Linked DNA regions of Rattus norvegicus: regions 1 and 3 are each linked to region 2. Evidence: chromatin contacts called from public Hi-C data. All regions are on one chromosome and are shown on one strand. Each heading gives the region's core, a stretch centred on a gene start, on an enhancer-like site or on the middle of the called end of the contact. The rest is flanking DNA. Distances are from core to core; before and after follow the strand shown. Region 1 overlaps LOC100911384 (a long non-coding RNA gene). Region 2 has its middle 320 kb from the start of Prickle1. Region 3 has its middle 73 kb from the start of Prickle1.

Evidence for each region. Hi-C and Micro-C count contacts between places; a contact is called where the count stands out from the background.
Region 1: a contact with region 2 is called in a Hi-C map of frontal cortex, with 2.8 times the contacts expected there. The contact joins two enhancer-like sites. A contact is called at or near these places in 2 of 12 Hi-C or Micro-C datasets (frontal cortex and mammary epithelial cells).
Region 3: a Hi-C map of frontal cortex shows a contact between it and region 2, with 2.3 times the contacts expected there. The contact joins two enhancer-like sites. A contact is called at or near these places in 3 of 12 Hi-C or Micro-C datasets (the A7r5 cell line, frontal cortex and liver).

The regions. Positions count from the first base shown.
Region 1 is chr7:126,718,901-126,723,713 of GRCr8, reverse strand. All of the region lies in intron 2 of LOC100911384 (a long non-coding RNA gene), which reads left to right. LOC103692964 (a long non-coding RNA gene) reads right to left here. Exons shown (of 3, transcript XR_010053509.1): 1 at 4,513-4,813; 2 at 1-4,202. Among named protein-coding and RNA genes, the nearest start is that of Prickle1, 180 kb to the right of the region's middle. Within about 2 kb of position 1,938, at least 14 of the 93 cell types and tissues checked have an H3K27ac peak or open chromatin away from gene starts, as enhancers often do.
Region 2 is chr7:126,857,886-126,862,695 of GRCr8, reverse strand. No RefSeq gene overlaps it. Among named protein-coding and RNA genes, the nearest start is that of Prickle1, 320 kb to the right of the region's middle. Within about 2 kb of position 3,370, at least 57 of the 93 cell types and tissues checked have an H3K27ac peak or open chromatin away from gene starts, as enhancers often do.
Region 3 is chr7:126,607,854-126,612,887 of GRCr8, reverse strand. It overlaps a transcript of Prickle1 not described here. Among named protein-coding and RNA genes, the nearest start is that of Prickle1, 73 kb to the right of the region's middle. Within about 2 kb of position 2,612, at least 9 of the 93 cell types and tissues checked have an H3K27ac peak or open chromatin away from gene starts, as enhancers often do.

The DNA.
Region 1 (4,813 bases), core at 689-3,188, 140 kb after region 2:
CAACAGAGCCTGGGAAATGCTTGGTACATAGCCTGGCACATAAGGAATGCTCAGCGTGTTGCGGCCACCATTGGTAGCATGGGATATCCCACTACAGCAGATGTTTCCTCAGAGGATTCAACCATCTGGCCCAATTCCTACCCCTACCCAAAGCCCATCCATCAAGCCCCCCCTCAGATACCCCCCCCCCCCATGGAGCAGCAGTGCTGAGAGCTCAGCTTTTCATACAGTGCCGTGTTTATTTACTTCATCCCAGTGACCACGATCTGTAATTAACTGGGGAGTCCGGGTCTATCTGTTTATTTTCTCTTTAGTCCACGCTGAAATGTCAACTATCTGAGCAGGAGGGGGGTCCTCATCTGCCTTGTTTATCATAGAGCAGGGTCTGGCAGTCATAATATTCATAAAATAGCCGAGGAATAAAAAAGAGAAATAAAGAGAAAATGCTGATGAACAGATGGACTAGGCTGCTTAAATTACAAGATGAGCTGGTAGGATGTACAGGACAAGGACGTCTCTAGCCATCCCTCCCACCACACCCATCCACAGCGAGTAAACTGATAATTAGCAGTGTGGCCGTGCTTGCCTCAAGTCTACCCTCAGGCCCAGTATTGCTGCCACCTCTGTGGTCCTGGAGCAGCTGTCCTGAAAGTACTTCCAGGAATAGGTGGGAGGTGGTTGAGACCAGGGACCAGGTATCTGCCTCAGGCTACAGGGCTGTAGTCCTCAGAGTGTGGTATGCACAGGAATCACCTCTCGGACCTTGTTAAAGCTCAGATTCTGGGTTCTCACCCAACCCAACCCTGCAGTTTGAAGTCACTCTAGCAAATCCCCACCGTCGGAGACTGAAGACTCGGTCTCATCTCTAGAAGAGGAGGGCAGTTTGGGAGCTAAGATAAGAAACTCTTAGGGAAAAAAAAAGGAAAACAAAGTCTAACTCCTTCCACGGCCCAGAAAATTTTGTGACCTTGGAAAGTCTCTAACTTTCAGGGTTTTTATAACTATGCACCTGGTCCCTCCCCAGGGCATGTGCTTTTCTTATTGGGAAGAATGAATTCAAAGAAAAGAGAACCCTCACAGAAGGGAGAAAGAAAGGAAAGCCCCATTCCAGCTTCTAACATTTGAAGTCTTCCTGTCACATGACCTACTCAAAAGCTTGGCTGAGAGAGTTTCAGTGAGATTATTAAGGGTGAAACCTTTAAGAAACATAATCGATACAACAAATGAACTTCAAAAGGCCCGTCTGGATGTTTTCCGCTTGTTTTCAAGAGATCTAAACGGGAGATGGCTACTTCAGAATTACATAACTCCATACACTTCAGGGCAGGGGCTAACGAGCTGTTTCTTTGTTGCGAGAAAAGCTGTTGGTTCTTTCCGTCTCTGTTTCTGTAGGAGGTGGAACACTGCTCTGTGAATCCAAGACGCTGAAGAAGAGCTCTTTCTCTCAGACATTTAAACAGATTCAAGCTAATTAGCCGCCAGATTCACTTCCTTCCAAAAGTGGGCCTTGATCTGTACAACAAAGAGTGCCATGTCCCAAAGGTGGAAAGCGCCAAGAATTATGCGGCCACTCTACCCAAGCACTTCTACTTACCATAAAAAAAAAATCATTTTTAAAATGATATTAACATTTTTTTCCTCAGGTCATTTTTACTTCATTTTTACATATGTCCGTAACACTGAGGCATTGGATCGGGTGGTCTTCCTTGCTCCACAGTTTTCTAGGACAGAGTTCAAAAGACATTAAATTTTTTTTTAAAGTAAAGAAAATAAGGAAGTAGATGGTGCTGAGAGTTTTCCTGGTCAATGTGAAACGCTGGCAAGATTCCACTCTCTGCTCTGCACGATGCTGAGCCGATGAGCTCATGTGTTTGGGGTGGGATTTAACTCTCCCTTCTGTCCCCGGAAGGCTTCTTCCATTCATGGAGCTCCCTCTGAAACTGAGACAGTGGATAAGTTTGGGCAGCAGTACTGAAGAATTCGCGAGAGGGAAGTGGGTGGTACAGAGCAGGCCCTGTGAGGTAGATGCTGGCTGCATCTGACTTGAGGGAACAATAGGTTAAAACAGATCAGTTAGACGTCTTCACACAGTTTTCTATCATGCCCCCACCCCACCCAGTAGATAGATAGATAGATAGATAGATAGATAGATAGATAGATAGATAGATACTGATTTCCTCCTTGGATGCCCTAAAACAGAGGGAGTAAATTAAGTGTGACCTAACCAATAAGACGGGCCTGGATGCTGAAGCAAAGGTGACAGAAAGCTAGGGAGAAAGCTTTAAGGTAAAGGAAGACGAAGGATAAAGAGAGACTCATGTACTCTTCCAGATTCTAGACAAGATGTTTCAAAATCAGAGGAAAAGAGCCCATGAAAGACACAAACTATAAAAAGAAACACATCTCAAGAATTGCTAAAAATTACAGTCTCTGCTTTAAAAAAAAAAAAAAACCACTACAGAGAGATCTGGGTGAGAAGAAGGAAGGCGTGGGTTAGGAGCTGAGATGGCACAGGCTGCTCGCTGATAGGGATCCAATTTTAGAATCCAAATGTGAACGGTGCTGCAGACTCCGACGCCTAGTCCTCCTTGCCTGTGAGCACGCCTCTGCCACCCACATCTGCACCCTGTGCAAGGCCAAGGGCTGTGACCTACGGAGCTGTTACTATGTGTCAAGACAAGATCCTAGATCCGTTTAACACGGCCTTTACTCTTCACAGAGATCCAGCCAAGAAAGTATCATTGCCTAGTCTGGTGTTAGCAAATGAGGTTCAGAAAGATTAAATAAATAAACCATGAAGCTAATGACAGGCAGGGCTGGGATCAACTCCAGTGAGTTCACACTGTGCTTACAACCCCAGAGGGAGGTATAACAGGAAGATGAGAATATAGTATGACATCAGCAGAAGTATGACATCAGCGGAGGCATGACATCACCAAAGCACAGCAACAGGATGAAAGTAGGTAGTGTATTTTAATTCTGTATCTCATTCCTACATGCCTGGCCCACATTTTATAGACACACATTATCTCATCTAATCCTCATAACCCTATGCAGTAGGAACTCTTGTCTTCTGATACAGGAGGAGAGCTCCCAGCTCTTTACGCCTTGGAAAAAGTATTAGTGCTGGCCAATCGCTCCTCACTCCACAAAGAAGCAGTACCCACTTCCTGGAGCTCTGCCCTTGAGACATCAGGGAGATAAACCAATGACTGAGGCAGACAAAGTGAACAGCCATGCTCTCTCAGAGCTTAAACTCTCCTGGAATGGCAAGATAGAAACTAGATACAAAGAAACAATCCTGTAGGTTAGGTGTGGTGTTAAGTAATACTGGGGAAAGAAAGGAAACCTAGAAGACAAGCATAAAGCAAAACAGGCTGCTATGGAAGGCTTCCTGGACACACTTGGATGTGGACTTTTATGAAGTGCTGGCATGAGCATTTGCAGCCTAGGAACAGCAAGTGCAGAGGTCCTAGGACAGCCGAACGTGAGGCAAAACAGGAGGAGGAGGAGGAGGAGGAGGAGGAGGAGGAGGAGGAGGAGGAGGAGGAGAGAAGAAGAAGAAGAAGAAGAAGAAGAAGAAGAAGAAGAAGAAGAAGAAGAAGAAGAAGAAGAAGAAGAAGAAGAAGAAGAAGAAGAAGAAGAAGAAGAAGCAGAAGCAGAAGCAGAAGCAGAAGCAGAAGCAGAAGCAGAAGCAGAAGCAGCAGAAGCAGAAGCAGTCAGAGAGTAACCGGGGATAGAAATAAAAGCAATGAATTATTCAATCATTGGATTTTGGATGTGAGCCAGCTAAGAGAGAACAGTCTTGGTGGAGGGGGGATGTGAATGCTGACCACAGTTATAAAGACTTTGAATACAGATGACAGAATTCAAGAGATTTTCTAAGGAAAGAAACAAACAAAACAACTGTAGTAACTGAAGAAGGATAAGGGATCTTTGGGGACCGGGTTACAAAGAAATGGTAACAAGACTCAATAGGAATCATCCAGCAGTCATTGGCTGATAGGGGACTTTCCCCCAGAATGTCCTTGTATAAAAGAACCATGAAGCGACATGCCTGAGTAGGGGACTGCAGTCGCAGAAGGCACAGCACACGGACCAGGCACAGATGGGCAACATGGCGCTCCTCCGATTGTGGTCATTTCCTCCAGGAAGTGCAAGGGACCAGCTGAGAACACATATGAGAAGGAAGGAAGGCAAACCTTTAGAGGAGGGAAAAGGAGAAAATCATCCTTCAGGAACATCAAAAAGCACATGCAGTTAAGAGGGGAGGGGAGGAGAAAGGCAAACTGGACCCAGTGAGCGTCAGTGAGCATGGATTTGAGCTAAGAAGAGTGGTCCAGCGGCCACCCTTGGGCATGCTCACTCAACAGCAGAGCAGTGGGCAGGGAGAAGAGAAGAGCAAGGGAAGATGTACACAAACTCCACATAATGATGGTTCTGGTAGTGAGAGGTACAGTGGGTAGAGACCATGGGGGAGGCTGGTAATAAAATGCAAGAAGCGATACTCACCTCTAGTTTGAGCTGTGCAGAGGAAGGGAAAGAAACCAGTGGTCCTTTGAGAAGATTGGGGGTGGGCACGGAGGAGTAAGTCTTCCTGAAGTCAAGGAAGGAAGAGAAGGTTGACTGAAGAGAATGTTCCCATTGTCCTGAAATTGGAAGAGGCCAATGGAATACTTTGAGAGAAAACACAGGAGAATTAGAGTCTGCCGGTAAAATTGGCCTAGTCTTGAACTTCGTTTGGTGAATGACTGGAAGAAGGAAACCCTGATGGCCCCAGGGCAGCAGACACAACTCCCCAGTGTTGGGGTTT
Region 2 (4,810 bases), core at 2,121-4,620:
CTCCCATTGGTCAACCTGCTAGAATGTAGAGATGTTGTTCTTGCCTAGTGAGTAGACAGAGCAGGGGAAGCGAGTCTGGATAAGTTAGAAAGACAATGTCCAGTACCATCTGCACCACTGATGTCTGCACAAACATATCTGCCCTTCAAATAGGAGGTCAGTATAAAGACTTTCGCAAAGATTGGGAGATCTTACAACACCAGACAGCTGACAGACCTTCTGGAAAGGCAAATACTTGACTTTTTTTTTTTTTTACAAAAAATAAACCCAAAGGTGAATGATCCATTCCAGGAAATTGTCAAGCACGAGCCTTTTGAATTGTAGGAAGCACACAGAGACGGAAGGACAGTGTTAGTCAGGATGAGTAATAAGACGTGGGGTAGAAGTGGCACTCAGTGTTGGATACGGGAGGCTGTAATGAATGAAATAACAATGCCTGTTCTGGTCAGGGGAAGGAAGGAGATATGGGTTAGTTTTCACTTAACCCTTCCTGTTAAAAACTGTAATTGTAATCACAAAATTAACATAATGTACTCTGGGAAAGGGAAAAACAGAAAATGATAAAAATCACTCCACTGAAAATTGAGCAAATGGAGGAAATGTGGTGAACCTAGAACACAAAAGATCATAGAAATAAATTAAAATGCATAGCAGAAATAGTTGGGTAGGTTTATGACTTAAGCATTAAAAAAATAATCTTTCTGGTTTAAGCAGGATCCCTTCTATGACTCCAGCTCTCTGGCCATACTCCTTTTGTCTCTCTGTATTACATAAGATCCTTTTGATCACGGTAGAATTCCAAGCCAAACTTGCTTAGGCCAAAAAGGGAAGGTGAGACATTTACTTGCTCCCACAATGTAGACTAGAGAGAAAGATGTAACTGACTCCAGAAACTCAAACATCAGCAATTCATCCTTCCACAAAGCCTTGCAGTCCCTTCTCCAGGGCTCAGACCTTCTTTTCAGGGTTCTGCAAGGGTCTTCCTCCATGGATAATGTTAGGTTTTGTTTGTTTGGTTGGTTGTTCGTTTTTTATGAGCTAGAGTTCCTGCTCCAGTTAAGCAATCACTGGGTCATCCTCAGTGTTACAAGTGGAGTGCCTTCTGAGGCAGAGAACGGGTTGTCTGTGGGAATGAAGGGAAGGAACCTTTCCTGAGAAGCTGACTTCCAAATGGGAAGATCTCCTAGCATAATTCCAGACATAGCCGAGAGTCACTAAACGTGTAATACTTTCCAAACTGCGTGGCTCAGATAGTCCTTATTTCTACCTGTGCCCTTCCTGCCCCACCCCCACCCACCCCCACCCCTGCTTCCCCCCCTCTTTGTCTCTTTCTTAGGGACAGCTCACTTAATTTATTTCTATCGTTGGTCTGCAGCTTTACATGGAGAAGACGCTTTGCATATCCTGAATAATACCTATTAAATAAAAGGTGACGAACTTAGTAAGTTTTTCACATCTAAGATAACTACTTTAGAAGAAACGAAGTTTGATTTGGTACAGGCTTCTCTGGGGCTTCCTGGACGTGGTCTGTTGTCTGGTCCTCAGATGCCTGTAGCAGTTCCCACATCGTGGAGGGGAGTGAACGGCTGAGCAATCATTAACTCACATCCGTGAAGAAGAGAAAGAGAAAGAGAAAGAGGAGAAAGGGTCCACAGAACCCTTCAAGGACACACCAGCTGTGATGAGAAATCTGCCTGTAGGCCCCATTTCGTGAAACGTCTACCATCTTGCAATCATTAAAGCTCGGGCTTAGCCTTCAACCCACAGGCATGGGTGGAACAGGCCAGACTCCAACTTTACCAAGGACCTTCTTCCTCCATTTGAAATGAAACTAGACTGTACTGATGAAATGTTGCGTCTGTCTTTTTGGACTTACAATTTCAGGGGTGACCCTGCAGTCCATACAAACGTCCTTTGTGTCCATTGTTGCTGTGGTCAGCAGAGCTCACTGGGTTTTAGCCACAGTAGTTAGAACACCGTGGTCCTCCTGCATCTATACCCACAGCAGCATGAAGACCAGCTCTTCACCACTGGGCAATCAGTCCTCCCTCACTTCAGAGGCATTCTCTACCATAACATTTTGGGGCAGCATCTGTAATTTTTAATGCCACAGCGTGTCGATCATGAACAAATCATTATCCATTTACCCTGAGACCATTCAAAGGAGGACACCGATTGAGCTCGACAGCATTTAAAGGGAACCTTAATTTGGAGGATTAGCGAGAGTAATGACTTTAAAATAAAAAAGGGCATCAACTAGTGGAAATACAGTTAATAATATAAAATGTTAACACAGGTAAAGGATGCACCAAGTATAAACAAGATCAGTGAGGGAAAGCTTGTCTGGTAAGCAAGTTCTTCCTCTCTTCATGCCTCCAACCCTCTATTAGCTACTAAAAGTGCTGAGTTAAAAGCAGGGAGGAAACTTTTGTGAGGAAGAATGGGGTATATACCCAACACAATTGCAAATTGTATACATGTTCCTTCTCCCCTGTTAGAATGTCCTACCTGTGAAAGCTTTTTCTCTTTCCCTCCAAGCTTGTCAAGTTTCAGAACCCTCAGATCTGTCAGGCAGTAGCTCTGCTCGCCCATCCCCCGACTGCTCTTCTGGGCCTCCGGAAAGCACATGCATTTCCATATGTGTCTTGTGTGACTCCTAAGATGCATTGCTCCTCTCTGAAAAGTGAAGGACACACATGGCGCTTTGTGAGACAGCGTCTCCCACAGCAGAACCTGTCGAGTCTACATGGCTGACACACTGCCCTTCGGGTGGTGGGGGTTGTGCTGCTCCTGGTTTACACAGGACTTGATAGCTCAATTGTGCTTAATGAATGAAGAATATGTGTTTAAAAATAACAGGGGAAGGGATGCCAGTATTTTACACAGGCCAAGTTTAGCGCTTTCAAATTGCATAACCCTCCGGAAGATGAGAAGACTACACAGTTTTACCAGCTTCCCTGAATTTTTCCAAAACCGGAAGTAAATCCTTATCCAATATTTCCACCCTCCTTATCTGCAGCTATATTTACCCCCACGTGGCTCTTTCTCTCTCCCCTGATCCTAGCTTGCTATCTGGTTCCCATATGTTAATCTCTGCCCCTTCAGTTGTCCTGCTTCCAGATTGTCTGTATCCCACTTTCTTCTAGTTAAATCCCATATCCCCCATTAACTCTTTTCTTTCTGATGCTTGCAAGGCATCCGCTTTGCTAGAGTCTTCCCTACCTCATTGGTCTCTTGTCCTAACTCTGCTAGTTTTCCCTACTGCATCCCAAAGGCGTTTCAAATGCGCTCACCGAGCTGCAGACTGATTACGTCATTTGCCTACATGTTACATAAAGCCCTCTGGAAACAGAACTGTGGTGGCGCCACCGTGAAGATATTCCACTAGCAGCGCTGTTTTGCAGATGTCAGGAAATATTCTCCTCTCCTTCCAGACCGGCCAGGAACGCTGGTCTGAAACGCAGTAATTAATAAGTCTGTTAAGCAGAAAGCCCCTTGAGACTGCCGTTGTCTTGCCGCGCGGTATTGGAGACAAGTTAAAGCTGCCCTTGGTGAGGAATGCTGAGAATAGAAGGCTTTCTCCCGGCTCCATTCAGGGTGGTTTCTCTCTCTCCATCCCAGAGTATTTATAGCCCGAGAGCCTCTCGGCGGCTAATTACATCCTGTCTGCAATTATTATCTGATTATTTTGTGGTGCATAGGTTGTCTCGGTGGTTAAATTCTAAGTTCTGACAAAGCAGTTCTGTCTTTGTGGGTGTTACCTTTCAGTGAGTGATCTCTTAAGACTCTACCGTTATCTGGATACCTGTCATGATGGATAGCCTTTTCCTACTGGGGCAATTGAGGATTGCTATGCAGTCCTGGATCTCATTTAAGTCTTCATAATAAGACATAGTCCCTTCCACTCTAGATCCAGATTGTCTCTCTAGATAGGGGACTGATTGCCTTCAGAGTACAGATCCCAAAGGTTCTCGACAAGCCTGACTGAAGGCAGCATTTTCTACCTCCTGGGTTTAGCGTCCTGCTCCTGCATGACTTCTCATCAGGACTTCCCAGTGGACCTGCTAATTTGCTCAGCTCCTTGGGCCTTGCTCTGCTCCCCTCATTATAAATCCTCAGTGGACACAGAGTCCAAACTAGACATCATGCGTACTGCCCACAAGGACCTCCCCCCACCCCACCCCGTCCATGAAAATGACTACACCATGCAGAGTCCCAGGGAGCCAAAAATCCAGATAGCTCCAAGGTTGGACATATTAGACAATGCTTTTCAAACTATGTTCCCTATGGAGTTAATGAATTACACAATTACACAAAAGTTTGCTACACACAAAATCTGCCATATGGAAAAATAGTTTGTTTAGTTCAGACAGTGCTAAGGGAGTTTTATTAGAAGACTTGACCTGAATATTTTACATGAAATGATTGCATCTTCAAAAAGGATGGTGGTGCATACAGAACTCACTCAGCCACAGAAAACATCTTCCAGTAGGGTCATTCCCAGAACTTACTCTAACAGATGTTACAGAAATGGATCTGTAACTACGATGGTGTTTTAAATGAAAATGTAATTTCTCTGATGCTTCTGGGCAAAGGAGCTTAACACCAACATTTTTCCTATTCCTTGGAACTCAATAGGCCACTTCATTTGGATTCTGCCTGTTCAAAGTCTCCTTCCAAAGCTATTAACCTGTCATGTTTGTTAGCCATAAAAACACATAACGGGCACTGGAAAAAAATCAGCATTTCATAAGTGCTTTAATAGTCAAAAGCACCTTTTTAACCTTTTGGCATCTCTATTCTCAAGACA
Region 3 (5,034 bases), core at 1,363-3,862, 250 kb after region 2:
GGGTGGGGCAAAAACCCTGACAGCAAGATAGATACACATTTAGATTAGGACCAACCTAATCTAAAAATTCTGTTTTAATCAAGACAGCTCCGTGAGGATGACGCAATGTTTGTCAAGCCTTTTCCCCTAGAACAATATTTACTCCCACCAGGGGATTTAAAACTTAAAACAGCAGCCATTTATCTTGCTGTCTGTTGGAGCTGGGTTCATTTTTGCTCCAATGTGGTCCTAGCCTAGGTGGCTGGGACAAGAATCTATCATTGTAACCAGCTGGAGTCTGAAGAAAGCAAAATACAACACCTGCTGGTACCAGAGGGTCCTAAATGCCATCAACTGGGGAGTCGGGAAACACAGAAGGAGGTATTTTATAAGCGCTTCCAGAAATGTTTAAACAAAACATTTAAAGGTTAAGGATGCAAGGGCTACAGAAAAGGCACTAGAAATAAGTGGACATTCCCCTCAGTTAAGAGGTAGTCCACGTACTGATAAGTCAAAATAATGATTATGGCCCGAGACTGAATCTCCATGCTTCTAAACAAAGCCCTAGAAAGGAAGGGGGGGCGGGGTGCAGAATGATGTCCAAAGATGGATGGCCTGGTGTGAGTGAATGAGGTTAGTAATTTAATTTTTTTTCTTTATTCTTAGTTTGGTACTAGTTAGAGGGTTACACTGAGTGAGCCTGTTGATTCATAAACTCTTTTGAAGAGAAAACTGCTATGTGACAGATTCAATCAGTTCTGCTGGTAACGCCCAATGAAGCATGAAAGGTTGACTATTATATATATATATGTATATATATATAAATACATATATATACATATATATACATATATGTGTATGTATATGTTTATGTATGTATGTATATGTATGCATATGTATATGTATGCATATGTATGTGTATGTGTATGTGTATGTGTATGTATATGTATATGTATATGTATATGTATATGTATATGTATATGTATCAAAGCCCATGGGTCCATTTTTTGTTGTAATGAGTCAGCTTGGGTTATGAAAGAAACACCTACTACAAGCTGGATGGCGGGGAGGAGGAAAGGTTGTTGTTGACAGCTGGGATATGATAGAGTTGACCTTAAAAAACGATGTTAACCTCATAGGTAGCAATGAATATCCTAGTAAGAGCACCAGTGGAAGGGGAAGCCCTGGGGCCTGCTAAGACTGAACCCCCAGTGAACTAGATTGTTGGGGGGAGGGCAGCAATGGGGGGAGGATGGGGAGGGGAACACTCATAAAGAAGGGGAGGGGGAGGGATTAGGGGGATGTTTGCCCAGAAACTGGGAAAGGGAATAACACTCGAAATGTATATAAGAAATACTCAAGTTAATAAAATAAAAATAAATAAATAAATAAATAAATAAATAAATAAATGATGTTAAATTTTACAGTTTCCTTAGGGTTTCCAAAAGTAAGCTGGGACATAAGTTTCTGAAATATCATGATTAGATAATCTCTTTAAGGTCCACGGGAACTTGTCAGTAGAGCACAAAAAGGTTAAGTTCTGTAAAGTGATGTCTTTGCAGTACCAGTGAGCTAACCTGGGACACATGCTGGTCTCCATGGACGAGCCACGCCCCAGTGATATTCCTAATTCTAGAGAAATAGAAACTCTTTAAAAGACTATTTACCATCAAGCAGCTCTTAGAATCCCCTACCCTATGTTTTTGAATCATCTGATCAAGGTTATGTTTGCTGGTTTTTAAATTACAGCATTCAATTCCCTAAACAAAGTGGCTTATAGTGGATAAAGCTTCCATGTTAAATAAGTAGAATTTCAAAAGGCAAAATGGGGTTCTGGAGAGATGGCTCAGTTGGTAAAGTTCAGCAAGTATGAAGGCCTCAGTTCAGATCCCCAGGACCTGTGCACAAAGTTGGGCGTGGTTACCCGGGCTTATAATCAGCACCAGGAGAGCAGGGCAAGGAGGAACCTGGGCACTCCCAGCCAACCTAAACCATCAGCAAGTTCTAGGTTCAGTGAGAGACTTTGTCTAAACAAAAATAAGGTGGAGAGACATTGAGGAAAATGCTGGACATCAACCTCTGACCTCCATGCAAAGACCTGCACACACATACAACCCCCCCCCCACCCACACACACACACAAACATACTCAAAATGGCTCTCATGGGTGTCTAGAAAACGTTTATGACATTTGACCAACATAGACTCCCCCCACCCCCAGGAAAACAGGTCTGTGTTTTCTCCATGTTATGTAAAGCAGTGTTCTTCATGCACCTCTTACTCCTGTGAGAATATTGAAACTGTATAAATCTAGGTATACAATGTTTACAGTGCGGAGGAATAAGGGAAAGGAACGAGGTGTTTCCTGGTGGGTAACCTGAGGGGCCCTTACTTAGTTTTCTCCTGACTATTGAGTAGAGAATTGTAGAGTTGCACAGTAATGCTTTTAGAAAATGGGTATGAACAAATGATTTGGGGAGGAAAGCCGAGTTATCTGGAGGTCAAGCCGAGCACTGCTTCAGTTCTGTGCCTACAAGCCTCAGCCGCAAATGGAACCAGCGCCTCCAACAGTGTGTCAGGGACCAGGATTGCCTGAGGGTAGCAGAGCAGCTCTGTCCTTCTAGACTCCTCCCTTTGGATATATGCGTAAGTCATCCCTCAGCACCCTAGTAACCAACAAACCTCCTTGTTTATAGTGGTGCTGAGCAGAAGCAGGGGCGTGGGGGTGGGGGTGGGGGCGTTGGAGGGGATCGGCCCCTGCTGTGGGCTGGTGAGTGAACATCCAGGAGCAGCGGAACTGGCTGACCAATAGCAACCAGGAACCCTTGCAAGCCTGTTTCCCCTGACCCTCTCTCCGGAAGAAGGCTGTGGAAAGAGACTTACTTTACAGCTCGGAGCATGCTGATGTCATGACGCTTCTGGCACAAAGATACGACAGAATAATCAGATCCCTCTCTCTGTGCCAAAATGACACGATTTTTCCACGAGCTATTCCTGAGCGGCTGGTCCACGGGCACGGGCTGTTTCCAGTTACCGGACGGAGGGTGGGATGCTGAGGGGGGTGGGGGTGGGGGTGGGATGCGGGGATTGAGGACAGGCTTCTTTCTCAGACGGTTCGATAATTCCTCCTGTGTCTGTCTGTTTAAACCACAAACTTATGGTCACATCTGAAGGGACTTCTTTGAGAACACAAAGACAGTACCACCTTCCGTGGCCATTTGCCTATAAATTAAAACACCAGATAGGCAGAAACCGGTGTAAACATTTGAAAAGGGAGAACGGCAAACGAGCCAACAGCTGCCAGTCACTTTTATTTAACTCCTCTCCCCAAGTTTTGTTCTAAAAAACAAAAAGATGTTAAATCAACTGGCTAGTTAAGCTGACGTTGCATTTTCCCCCCCAGGAGACTGGAATGATCGGTTCATTTCTAGCTCCACGTTACATACTCTTCAGAAAACAAGTTAGGGGGCTGGGGATTTAGCTCAGTGGTGGAGCGCTTACCTAGGAAGCGCAAGGCCCTGGGTTCGGTCCCCAGCTCCGGAAAAAAAAGAACCAAAAAAAAAAAAAAAAAAAGAAAGAAAACAAGTTAGGGCCGTGTTTTTTCATATGTCTTGGTGCCCCGTCCTGCTTGTGGATTTACAGTTTCTGCCAGCTTTGCTCTGATCTCCTGTTCTCAGTAGGCCTTTGGAAAGAGACATGTTGGTCAAGGGTGACATTCTACCTTGAGATGCTCCCCCACCCACCCAGTGCCTTGAGTCCTCCTCTTTTATGGAGGTACTGAGCCCACAGCTCACAATTAATGTGAGCTCTGTGACCTTAGTAACAATTCTGTTTGAAATGTTTCCAATTACACGTAAGATTGGCCCGGCGAAGCAGCTGCATGCCAAAAGCATTTCCTACTGTGCTCCAAGAATCAGGCTGTGGTTGCTTTTAATTTAAATAAAGGCTATTTGGTTTCCTGTGATGTTTTTTATAACCACCTTCTCCGCCATTTGTGTTGCCTTAAAAAATAAAAAGGGGCCAATATAGAGTAGCCACCACTTCGTGTGTTGTGACCCGAGTTTTCTAGGATACCATTTGCCCTGAGCAAACACTCTGAACTTAATAAAAGAGCCTTAAACATTGTGTGTCATTGGGTTTCCCCAAGGAAGGGGGAAAGGTTATCTGGCAAGACATTGTAAGTAGCTAATGTTTCAGGGTTTCTTCCCTTTTTTTTCCCTTTGGAGACCTATCATAATTATACATTCAGGCCATTGGATGTCTTTCTGACATGTCGCCGCCTTTTATGCAGATTACTCCACTCTACCTTTTGAAGGACCGTGAAGAGCGGTTTATAACAAAAACACTGAGACAGTAGCGAGAGGAGTTTAAAATATACTTAAGACAGAACAGGAGACAGCAAATAATTTCACCTCTTCTACCGGCACCAAACCTTCCTAATCGACTTCCTCTTTGGGCCTCCAACTTTAACACAGCGGTGGCTCTAATCCTGTAATAGCCAGCAGACATATTTGATATACTAAACTTGAAAATAAGAAAATATACAATCTTGGCACTTGGCACTTGTACAGACTGGGATCAGACTGGGGGGCTCTGTTTCCAGAAGGGTTTTCTTCCCCTCCCCTTGAAACACAACACCCACAGCCAGAGGGGATGCAAAGGGTGAGGTACTGAGAGGGTCCTGAGGAAGGCCTTCACACAGGCTCTTTCAGTGGCCCGAGAGCATCCTGGAGAACAGAACGCTTCTTTGGGTTCAACAGCCGTTGACTTGCATAAATGCCAACGTCTCCCCTGGCACTTTTGGAAATTTCCACCACAGAATAAATAGTTCTGTTTAGTCCAGATTTGTAAATGCCATATTTCACGGAACCCCTGCGGGAGCAGCACAAATGCACCCAGGGCCACTGAACCCTGGAGATTAGGTTACTGCCTAAACCCCAAATGTGACCAGTAACCAGCTCTACTGCGATCTTTCACCAAATTAGAAGGCGTTAGCTTAGTCTGGGCAGGACAGTGGCTCCTATACAGAGTCCTCCTTCTTTTCATCCGCCTTTAT